Linked DNA regions of Sus scrofa: regions 2 and 3 are each linked to region 1. A link is a contact called in public Hi-C data. All regions are on one chromosome and are shown on one strand. Each heading gives the region's core, a stretch centred on a gene start, on an enhancer-like site or on the middle of the called end of the contact. The rest is flanking DNA. Distances are from core to core; before and after follow the strand shown.

Region 1 (3,401 bases), core at 501-3,000:
GGGCGTGGTGGCAGGAACGGCCCCGTCTGTCCACCTTCAGAGGACCCCGCATCTTCTCCATGTCCTTCCCCTCTAGCTCAGTGGCCTCCGGTTGTCAGCCCAGAGCTGGCACCTGCCCGAGTCCAGACCCTCTGCCCCCGCCTGCACCTGGGCCCCTACCTGCCGTGTGCCAGGTGGTGCCGGAGGTCAGCCGCTCCCGCTCGAGCAGCAGCGCCCCGCTCACGCCCAGCTTGGCCAGGTGGTAGAGGGTCTGGCAGCCCAAGCTGCCCCCGCCGATGACCACCACGCTGGCCGCGCGGGGCAGGGGCTGGCTCAGGCCCTGGGCCTCCGCTGAGGGCTGCTGAGCCTCTTTCAGGGTCCGCTGGTACGGCACGCTCTTCTCGGTGGTGGGGCCGGTCCCGCCAGTCCGGGGACGTGGCCCCAGGCCCTGGGCAGGGTTCCGGTGAGGACAGGTGGCGGCCAGACGCAGGGCTCGGCTCAGAGAAGCCATGGGGACTCGGCTCCTGCTGGGGAAAGAGTCGGCCGCAGAGGGCCACAGTGGGTGCTCTGTCAAGTAGGAGCCCAGGGCACAGTGCCCCCATGCTGTCCTCTGTCCCCTGCCTCCTACAGCACGTGTCCAGCCCATGGGCACCGAGGGCCTCACACGCCCCAGACTCTGGCCAGGACCCTGGAGACCACAGTGAGGACCAGGAGGGGGCGGGGTGTGTACACGGCAGGGGCGGGGTCGCAGGGCAGGTGGCGGGAGCTCTGAGGCGGGGACAACCAGCCTTCTGGTGTATCCAACACGCCCTCTGGGAAAACTCCCAGACAGAAGTTACCTCTGCCTCGTTGGCCCCAGAGCCCTTTGGGACCCAAGACAGAAGGTGAGAGAGGCAGGGGGTCTGGGCCTCCGGCTCCCTCGGGCCATCTCAGAATCCAAGTCGGGGCTCAGGGGATGGGTAACCAGCCTCCCTCCTCCTCAGTGACCTCCCAGCAGCCTGCAGGGCTCACTGCGCATCCCTCCTCCTCCAGGAAGCCCTCCAGACTTACCCAACCCAAACCTCACAATTACAAGAAGACTGGGACAGGGGAAGGACACCTCGGAGAGGCTCCTGGGCCCATGTGGGGGGTCAGCAGGAAAAGTAAGGTTTGGCTGCAGTGGGGGAACTGATGCAGGTGGTGCAGCTGCGTTCACAGCCGAGCTTGGCATCAATCAGCCAATTAACCAGGAAAGTCCTCCTCCATTTCCGTGCCACACGGCAGGCGGGTTCCCTCTGCTCTGAAGTCAAGGTGGCTATATTGTCCCCATTTCACGGAGGGGGGAGACTGAGGCCCAAGGAGGCGCCCCCAGGTGACCAAGGTCACAGGGCCACCGTGTGGCCGAGGCAGCAGGCCCTCCTGCCCGCTTCTGACCCCTCGGTCCACAGATGTCACGGGGCCTGGTCTGGGGGAGGGACCCACTGCCACACCCTTTCCCACCCTCCCCAGGGAGTGCCGCCCCTCCTGCAGGTCACAGTGGGGACCCTCCCCTGCCAGGGGGTGGGGGCAGGGAGAGGTGATTTCAGAGGCTTCAGGGCCGGGGGCTTGGAGGCTGGGGCAGGCAGCCCAGTCCCTGTGTCACTTCTGACAGCCCATCTGCCTTTCGACGGCAGAGGTGCCCTGAGCACCCCTGTGCACCCCTGGCCCGCGCCTGCACTCACCTTTCGCCGTTGGGGCGCCTCAGTCTTCCAGAGCCCCGAGAGCGCTGTTCTGCTGGCAGAAAGTCGGGCTCATGTGCTTGCGCAGGCGAGACTCTGCCCAAGGCTGGAACCCGCCCCTGGCCCAGCCTCCTGGTTCCCTCCCACTGCTCTGCTGGCCCCGGCATTCCCCGCCCCCCTGCCCTCCACCCCCACCCCCGCCCTGCCCTGAGCTGGGGATGGGGGCTGGCATGGGGGCTGCCCAGTGCCCTCCGTCAGGCCAGGAGACCTGCTGCCACATCAACCTGCTCTCCTTCACCCTCCCCCACCCCCGAGTCAGCAGGCTGGCCGCTCATTACCAAGGTTTGGGTCAGACGCACGGGGTGGGGCCTCGAGCTGTTTAGGGTGGGGACGGGGTGGGGGTGGAAGGTGCCCAGGCCAAGGCACCTCCCACAGAGGGCCTCACAAGTTGGGCCCACCCAGCCCGAGGCAGAAGTCCCCGCCAGCTCCTGGCCTGTCCCAACCCCAGCCCAGGGAAGGTCCCGGCCCTGCTCCGAAGGGTGTACCTGCAGCCGCAACAGCACTCCTGGGCCCAAGCAGCCTGCCAGCGCTGTCTCCTCCTTCCTTCCCAGCAGGAACCCTCCCCTCCCCCACTCCTACCCCCGCCGCCCCTGGCCGAGCTGCCAGCCCCTGTCCCGCCTACCGCCTGGCAGGCCAGGGAGGCAGCCAAGCAGGTCCTTCTTTTCTTTCTTTTTTTTTTTTTTTTTTTTTTTTTTTTGTCCTTTTGCTATTTCTTTGGGCCGCTCCCGCAGCATATGGAGGTTCCCAGGCTAGGGGTTGAATCGGAGCTGTAGCCGCTGGCCTACGCCAGAGCCACAGCAACGCGGGATCCGAGACGCGTCTGCAACCTACACCACAGCTCACGGCAACGCCGGATTGTTAACCCGCTGAGCAAGGGCAGGGACCGAACCCGCAACCTCATGGTTCCTAGTCGGATTCGTTAACCACTGCGCCACGACGGGAACTCCCAAGCAGGTCCTTCTGAGGGCAGCAGAGCAGGGCTGCAAACCCTGAGACCTTATTAAGCCTGGTGACAGGATAGGTGACCCCACCTCTTCATCTCTAGAATGGGGTTACAGGGTCACTGCAGGTGAACAGTGCCTGCCATGCTCCCCAGGCCAGACAGGCACTTAGCACAGCAGGTGGGCAGGAAGTGCTGGGCAAGCAGCAGCGTGGTGCCAGGGCCAGGCTCCTTGCAGGGGTGATCCAGGGCCGTGGGATGGACCAGCCTCGGCTACGGGCGCCCCCACCCCAACTCCGCCCCTGCCCAACACCCGTCCAGGGAAGGGGCTCTGGCTGCCCTGGGAGGCAGGTCTGGGCCTCTGGGTTGCTCTCACTGCCCCTAACCTGTCTGTACCCCTGCACCCTGCCCTCCTGAGCTCCCAGATCCTTGTGACCCTGGCGGGACGTCTGTGAGCCTCTGACCTTCCCAGCCTCCCAGGGCAGGGACACCTGCCTCCATTTGACTGTCGGGGGCCCCAGGGCCCAGAGAAGGGAGCCCGCTGGCCTCGGGTCACACAGCAAGCTACTGGGGAGTTGGACCAGAAGCCTGCTGTCTGCTTCTGGGTCTGGGGCACCTGGTCTGTGCGCAGGCAGAAGATGCCAGGCGGAAATCTAGAAAGAATAAGCACACCCACACCTGGATGTACAAAGACTCAGAGCAGGTGCTGATAGAAAACAGGACCT
Region 2 (3,258 bases), core at 743-3,242, 130 kb before region 1:
CCCCGGGGTCCCTTGTTTCCAGGCTGTTTCAGTGACCAGAGCTAGGAAACCTTTTTAAACATTTTGTTTTTGTTTTTAAGAAAAAAAATGGGGAGTTCCCGTTGTGGCTCAGTGGCGAGCAAACCTGACTAGCATCCTGAGGACGCGGGTTTGACTCCTGGCTTTGCTCAGTGGGTTCAGGATCCGGCATTGCCGTGAGCTGTGGTGTAGGTCACAGATGTGGCTTGGATCCCGTGTGGCTGTGGCTGTGGTGGAGGCCGGCAGCTACAGCTCCGATTGGACCCCTAGCCTGGGAACCTCCACATGCCGCAGGCTGTGGCTCTAAAAGACAAAAAGACAAAAAAGAGAAAAGACAAAAAAAAAAAAAAATGAATATGAGTTTGTCCTGATATTTCCACCTAACGTTGGAGATGAAAGGGTTTTCGCTCATGAAAATGTGACGTCTGTACGTCTTTACAATGAAAATTTTACTTTCTAATCACATACACGTCATTACTAATTTGCTTTCCCCATTAGACACGATAATTTAAAAGCAGCGTTACCAGCATTTTTACTAACAAGTCTACTGAAGGGCATTCGATATTTGTTATTCTTCTTGTGCCCTTAGGGATGTGTAGTAAAACAACTGTTTCAACTGAGATAATTCTTAGTACTTTTTTTTTTTTTGCTTTTTATGGCTGCACCTGCGGCATATGGAGGTTCCCAGGCTAGGGGTTGAATGGGAGCTACAGCTGCTGGCCTCCACCACAGCCACGGCAACGCCAGATCCGAGCTGCATCTTTGACCTGCACCACAGCTCATGGCAACGCCAGATCCTTAACCCACTGAGTGAGGCCAGGGATCGAACCCGCAACCTCATGGTTCCTAGTTGGGTTCGTTTCCACTGCACCATGACGGGAACGCCTACCTTTGCTTTTTAATTGCAGAAACCATCTGGTTCCAAAGTCTAAAGCACAGAATCAGGTGCGTTCAGAGAGGTTTTGCTCCCACTCCCGTCTGTGCCCTGCTCTGCCCAGAAGGGCAATTTCACTTAGTTCTGGGTTTATTCTTCCACAGCTTCTTTCTAAACGTCTAAGCCAAGCGGTGAGCCGCGTTTACCCTCTGCAACTTCCCTTTTCACTGAGTATCCCCAGAAATCCCACGTTTCCCTGGATGCCTGATTCTCCCAGGGAACCCCAGAGCTCGCGGCTCCTTTTCACAGCTGCACCACACCCCACTGCACCGAGGGGCTTGCATCAGTTCCCACGTTCTGCAATTATGGGACTGCGCAGTGAGGAGATTTGCGGCGTGCACGTTTCTAAAGTTTTTGATAAGCCTCTTGCCAAAGACTTTGCTGGAACTGGGCCCGATGTTTCCTCTTCCAGGAATGGGTGAGAATAAGTGATAGACAGGCTTTTCACGTGGAGACGCGGGGTCTGGGAGGTTGCTGAGGCAGAAGCGAGGGAGCTGAGCCCTGCGTGGCGAGGTTGGAGGCTCAGTGGTTCCCCGGAGGCTTGTCTGCAGGGTCATGTGGCCTGGGAGGGAGCGGCTGGGTAGGGACGCTGGGGACGCCAGTCCACAGATGGAGGAGGACATGGATGTGACCAGGAGGGGCTCACCCAGGCAGCGTGTGCATCAGAGGCAAACTGTGAAGGGAGCTCAGGCCCCGAGCAGAGAGCTAGATGGACAGAAAGTTACCTCCAGACAGGCCCAAAGCAACGAGACAGCCAGACACAGACTCACAGACGGCTCCAAATTCAGACAGAGGTGCAGACAAGCAGATCCAGACAGCTGGACCAACAGGGCCCGGTCAGGAAGACGCAGCCCAGGCCACACAGACAGAGCCAGAGCTCCCAGGGACCCCAGGATTTCTGGGCACCCTGCCGGGCAGCCCCGGCCTTCCTCAGCCCCCGGGGTGGCTGAGGCCAGCTGGCCCGCCAGCCCTGCCGAGGGTGCAGGCCGACCGGGGCCGGATCCAGGGAGCTGGCTGTGCAGAGGAGGCGGCCAGCAGGGGATGCTGGGCAGGGGCCAGGCCTGCTGTCCAGATGCATTTCACGCTCTTCGCGGAGGTGAGGCAAAGCAGAGCAGGCAGCTGCTGACGGAGTGCCGGGCCCGACGCCCCACACCCTTCCCTCCTGGGGCCTCACGGGGACACCCCGGCTTGTCTCAGCCTGGCCCTGGAGTGGCCAGAAAGCAGGCAGTGGGATGGACCTCTGGCAGCGCCCCTGGTCTTCACAGCGTCCGTGGGAGGGCAGAGCAGGCACGGGGACCCCAAATTTGCAGATGATGAGACCAAGGTTCAGAGAAGGCCAGGTCACTCTGGTGATCCAGCTACAGCGTCAGGGCCACTGGTCCACGTGTATCATTCCTGCTAATGGGCCTGTCGCAGTCAAAAGCCGTGTGTGGGCCACTGCCTGTCCCGGGGAGTCCTGGGCCTCCTGGGCAGCCCCTCCCATCCTGTCCTGGCCCCCCCGACCCCCTCTCTGAGACCCCACGCTAACCACAGAGTGTCTCCCCCACTTCGGGAGACGAGCCACCTGAGGCCAGGAGAGGCCACGTGCACCAGTGGTTTTGGGGTCCGTACCAGGCCAGATCTGCTGTGACCATCCTGTTCCAGGGCGAGATGTGCCCCCACGTCCCCCGCCCCCGGCGGAGCCCCAGGTCTCATTGTGTGAAGCCGCACAGCCTGCGGCATCTTTCTGAGGACACGGCAACAGGATGACAGGTTTTGGGGGGTTGCCGCCCTGGCCCCAAGCTACTGGTCTGGAGTAGCTGGTTTGCACTGGTTTGTGCCCCCTGCTGCTGCCCCTCTGGCCACAGCTTACTGAGGTCGGGAGGGAGGGCCCCCCAGCTGGGCCAGCGCTCTTCTCTTCTCCCAGGAAGTGCAGGTGGGACGTGGACACTGGCCGGTCCCTGCTCTCCCTTGACCTTGGGTGGAGCCGTGGGAGCACAGGCTGCAGCCAGGGTGGCACGTGTGTGGCGCCAGACGGGCCGGTCCAGGGGGACGAGAGGAAGGACACAGGGGCCCAGGGAAAGCCAGGCCGCGGTCCAAGTTTACAGCATCGCAACTCCCTCCCTGAGATCCACAGAGTGACTCCTGTGAGCATGTCACCTGCAGTGTGTGTCTGCCGTTTGCACCCCAAAACATCATCGCCGTCTTACTCATCAGTGAAAGAAATCACGAAGCCTGGGCAAGGCCAAGGAAGACATGCAGAAATTAAACTCGATGCCCCCCCGCCCCGACACATCCCATTAGACCCCTGAGAGCCAGCCAGGCTC
Region 3 (3,512 bases), core at 640-3,139, 180 kb after region 1:
GAGTGGGAGGGTGGCCCCCTGCCCCCTCAGGACTCTTCTTTGTCAGTGGCCACCCCCCATCCTCCCTGGAGGGGAGGGTGTCCCCATCTCCTTGGAAACGCGGTCACAGCCAAAGGGCAGAGGCCATGCAGCCCAGCCTGGAAAAGCTCTGACTCACTCCAGCCCTCCTTCCCCAGCCCGTTTTCCGATGTCACATTTGTGAATGGCCGTTGTCCACTCGGACTTGCTGTGGGTCACAGAAGAAGGGGCTATGGGGCTAGCAAGAAGGCTGCTCCTCGCCAGGGCTGGCCAGACCTGGGAGGGGCCCCTTGGCCCCATTGGGCACCCAGGGCCCCTTAAATGTGCTGGGGTGGGGTTGCGCCACCCAGGAGGGCAGGACAGGAGCCTCTGTTCTGCTTAAGCAGCAGCCAAGTTCCCTTTAAGGGGCCGAGAAAGGCAGCTCCCGCCGGCCAAGCAGACATTTTCCTGCCTGCCCGCCGGCACATGTGCCTGGGCGGCGACAAAGGCCACACTACGGAGTACTCAGGAAGCCACCAGGGGCTCCTTCCCACCAAGGTGCACCACCCCGGTACTGCCTGCGCTCCGGGGGTTCAGGAGGAGGCGGGGGCCGGCGAGGGGGCGGCGCCGGCGGCCCACCGACTCCCTTGTTCCCGAGGGCTCAAGGCTCCCCGCGGTGGCCCAAGCCCAGCTGCCAGCGGGTTCATCCTCCCGGGCGCCCAGCCACCAGGCGCGAAGCCGGGGGACGCCACGCCCGACGAGGCCCCTGGCGCGGCAGGCTCCCAGCTGTCGGAGGGGCACTCTCTGGGTCCTGGCGCCCGGGAGAGGGGGCGGCAGGAGCGAGCGCCCCGCCGGGGTTCGAGTTCCCCTCACCCCCGGGAGGCGCAGGCCCAGCCACCGGCGCTCCCAGGCAGTGCCCGCAGGCGGCGGATGCGCGCCCCAGGCTTAGGGGACTTTGGTCAACTTCGTGCCTCCGGGGATCGCCCCTCGAAAGGGCTGGCTCCGAGGCCCCGGGGTCGCCCCCTCTCCGCTCGGCGTCCGGCTGCCTGCCCAGGTCCCCGAGTCCCCCGCTCCGGCCAGGCTCCTGGGACCGGGCCGGAGGCGCGCCCACCAGGGCCCCTCCCGGAGCGCCCGAACCCTCACCTGGGACATCTGCGGCCGGAAGTTGATGTCCTTGAGATCGATGGAGCCGGGGGAGAGGTTGTGAAGCAGCTGGCACAGGAGGACGCCGTCGCGCAGCGCCTGTGCCAGGTCGAAGACCACCGCCGAGGGCCACACGACCCGGTGGTTGGGCGGCAGGACCTTACAGTCGATGAGCCAGCGGCCGCACTGCCGCCACTGCTCCATGGCGCCCGCGGCGCCCGCCCGCCCGCCGCTCGCTGGGCCGGCGCGTTCAGAGCAGCGCTCCGGCCAAAGTGCGGTGGCCGCGGGGCATCCCGCCCGCCCGCGCGGGGCTCGGCGGCCGGGGCGGGGCTTCGCGCGGGCGGCCCCGGGTCCCCGCTGCGCCGCCGCGGGTCCCCTCCTCTTCCTCCTCCTCCTCCTCCTCCGGTTCCTCGCGGGCCGCCGCTCCCGCCCACGTGTGGTCCCGGGGCGGGCGCCGGGCAGCGCGCCGGACCCCCTCTCACAGCCGCAAGTCCCCCCGGGCCCCGGCCGGGGCTCCGCGCAGCCCGCCGCCGCAGCGCCCCGCAATCCGCCCCGCCGGGCGCCGCATTCTGCGCTCGGAGCGCCCCGCGGCCGCCGCAGCTTCTGCCCCGCCCGAGACAAAGGCCCGGCGGGTCGCTCGCTCCACGCGTCCGGGGCCTGGGCCGCCCTCGCCGCCGCCGCTTTGTTCGCCCCGCCTTCGGGTTCAGCGCTCAGCGCCTGGCGCTCGGACTCCGCGGCTCGGCGGCTCCGGGGCGCGGGGGGCGCGGGGGCGCGGCCACGGGCGGGGTGGGGGCGGGCTGGGGGGCGGGGCCGGCGCGCGCGCCTGGCGCCGCCCCCGCCCCCCGCCACTTCCTGCCCCGGCGCAGCTCGCGCAAGTTGCCGCCGAGGGCGGGGGCCGCTGCGCCGCCCGGCCGGGGGTCTGCAGACTGTGTCCGAGGGGCTCCGGGACTTTGGGGAAGCTGTGCGCCCGTGGCGCGCAAGCTCGCCCGTGGGGTGATGGCCAGGTCGTGGTCTCTGCGTCCCTCCTGCGTTCCAGGAGGAGATCAGGAGGTGGTCCTCGTCGCGCTGGGCGCCTCTGCACCGCAGGACAGACCCTGGACGGGGCACCGACTGGGCCGAGGCGTCCCGCGCGCCCTCTGTCCACCAAGCGGCCCCCGCGGGATAACTCGAAGCGGGAGGCACACGGCCCGGAGACTCTCCCGGGGCCCCCTCCCATCCTGTGTCCGGGACGGGGACCGGCAGAAAGCCACCCCCCCCCCCCCGACGACGACTCCACACAAAGGCCGGGATTCCCCTGTTTTGTAACGCGGAGGCCCGCCACTCACAGCTGCCCGGAGGGCAGATCCTGGCGTCTGGGATGGAATATGTGACCTAAGTAACTGGGAAACAGGGGAAGAGATGTGGCCAGATCCGGCCCTGGGTGTCTGCGGGCCTCCACGCAGTCTGCAGGGTCCACTGACCCTGCCTTGAACTCCTTCCTGGGCCACGCCCTCTGGGAGGGGTGGGCAGAGATTGCTGCAGCTGGCCTGGCCTGACAGTGGGAGGGCCTCTAGGACATAAAGAGCCAAACCGGCCCTGAAATAATACCCATCCTGACTCAGCTGTCAGGAGCCCTGGGTTCTCAGCGCCAACATGCAGGGTGACCCCGGGTCAGTCTGATCTCTTCTCTAAAACTGGCTCAGTCATGGGGTGGGGTGGAGGGGACCAAACTCTGGGCACCCCACACACTTGCCGGGAATCTTGGGGCAGCGCTGGACAGCTGCCCCCATGGCCCAGTTCCCCTCCTCCTTCGGCGTTCCTGGTGCAGGAGCCCAAGCAGGGTGACACCCCCACCTCAGTGCCCAGCGAGGGTTCTTCTGCTCCAGGCATTGGCCTCTGCAGGGAGTCCGGCTTGACCCTTCCCAAGCCCGGGAGGAAGGATGGGGACCCAGGCCAGGTTCTGGGCCAGGGGGAGAAGTGGGGGAGGAGCTGGCCTCCCGGGGCACACCCAAGACCCTGGCAGGAGTAAAATCAGGCCAAGTGACCCGTGAGCTCTAAGTTCCTGTCCATGCATCCTTCCTCCCAGGAAACGGGTGCGGCCGCCTCGGGAGCAGGGATAGAAAGCAGCCTGGTCCGGACGGTGGGGTTGAGCCTGCCAGAGACAAAAGGGAAAAGCCTGAGGCAGCATCGCCCTGAGAAATCGCAAAGTGGGGGGACAGTCTGAACCCCAGCACCTCCGGCCCCTGCTCTGCAGGAACACGTTCCCTGGCAGGGCCCCCTCCCTCTGTGACACGGGGAGCACCCGCTCCTTCAGAATCGCGTGTGGGGAATGAGCAGGATTGGAACCCCAGAGCTTTGCACAGCACTTAGGGCAGAATGGGGCACCCCATTCT

Evidence for each region. A called contact is a pair of places that touch in the nucleus more often than the background predicts.
Region 2: a Hi-C map of omental adipose tissue shows a contact between it and region 1, with 2.2 times the contacts expected there. The contact joins the enhancer-like site here to the promoter of SARDH in region 1. A contact is called at or near these places in 1 of 5 promoter capture datasets (liver), 17 of 47 Hi-C or Micro-C datasets (alveolar macrophages, brain, embryonic fibroblasts and 10 more) and 1 of 2 datasets of contacts at active chromatin or transcription factors (skeletal muscle).
Region 3: a Hi-C map of liver shows a contact between it and region 1, with 7 times the contacts expected there. The contact joins the promoter of VAV2 here to the promoter of SARDH in region 1. A contact is called at or near these places in 2 of 47 Hi-C or Micro-C datasets (both in liver) and 1 of 2 datasets of contacts at active chromatin or transcription factors (skeletal muscle).

Annotation. Positions count from the first base shown.
Region 1 is chr1:273,292,871-273,296,271 of Sscrofa11.1, forward strand. SARDH (sarcosine dehydrogenase) reads right to left here and starts at 1,751. Exons shown (of 21, transcript NM_001253922.1): 1 at 1,680-1,751; 2 at 160-503. The coding sequence starts at 490.
Region 2 is chr1:273,161,634-273,164,891 of Sscrofa11.1, forward strand. The region is part of intron 1 of FAM163B (protein FAM163B); the gene reads right to left. Among named protein-coding and RNA genes, the nearest start is that of FAM163B, 23 kb to the right of the region's middle. Within about 2 kb of position 1,993, at least 4 of the 83 cell types and tissues checked have an H3K27ac peak or open chromatin away from gene starts, as enhancers often do. A contact at or near this core is called in omental adipose tissue, where this site is marked.
Region 3 is chr1:273,474,361-273,477,872 of Sscrofa11.1, forward strand. VAV2 (guanine nucleotide exchange factor VAV2) reads right to left here and starts at 1,890. Exons shown (of 28, transcript XM_013987084.2): 1 at 1,141-1,890. The coding sequence starts at 1,344.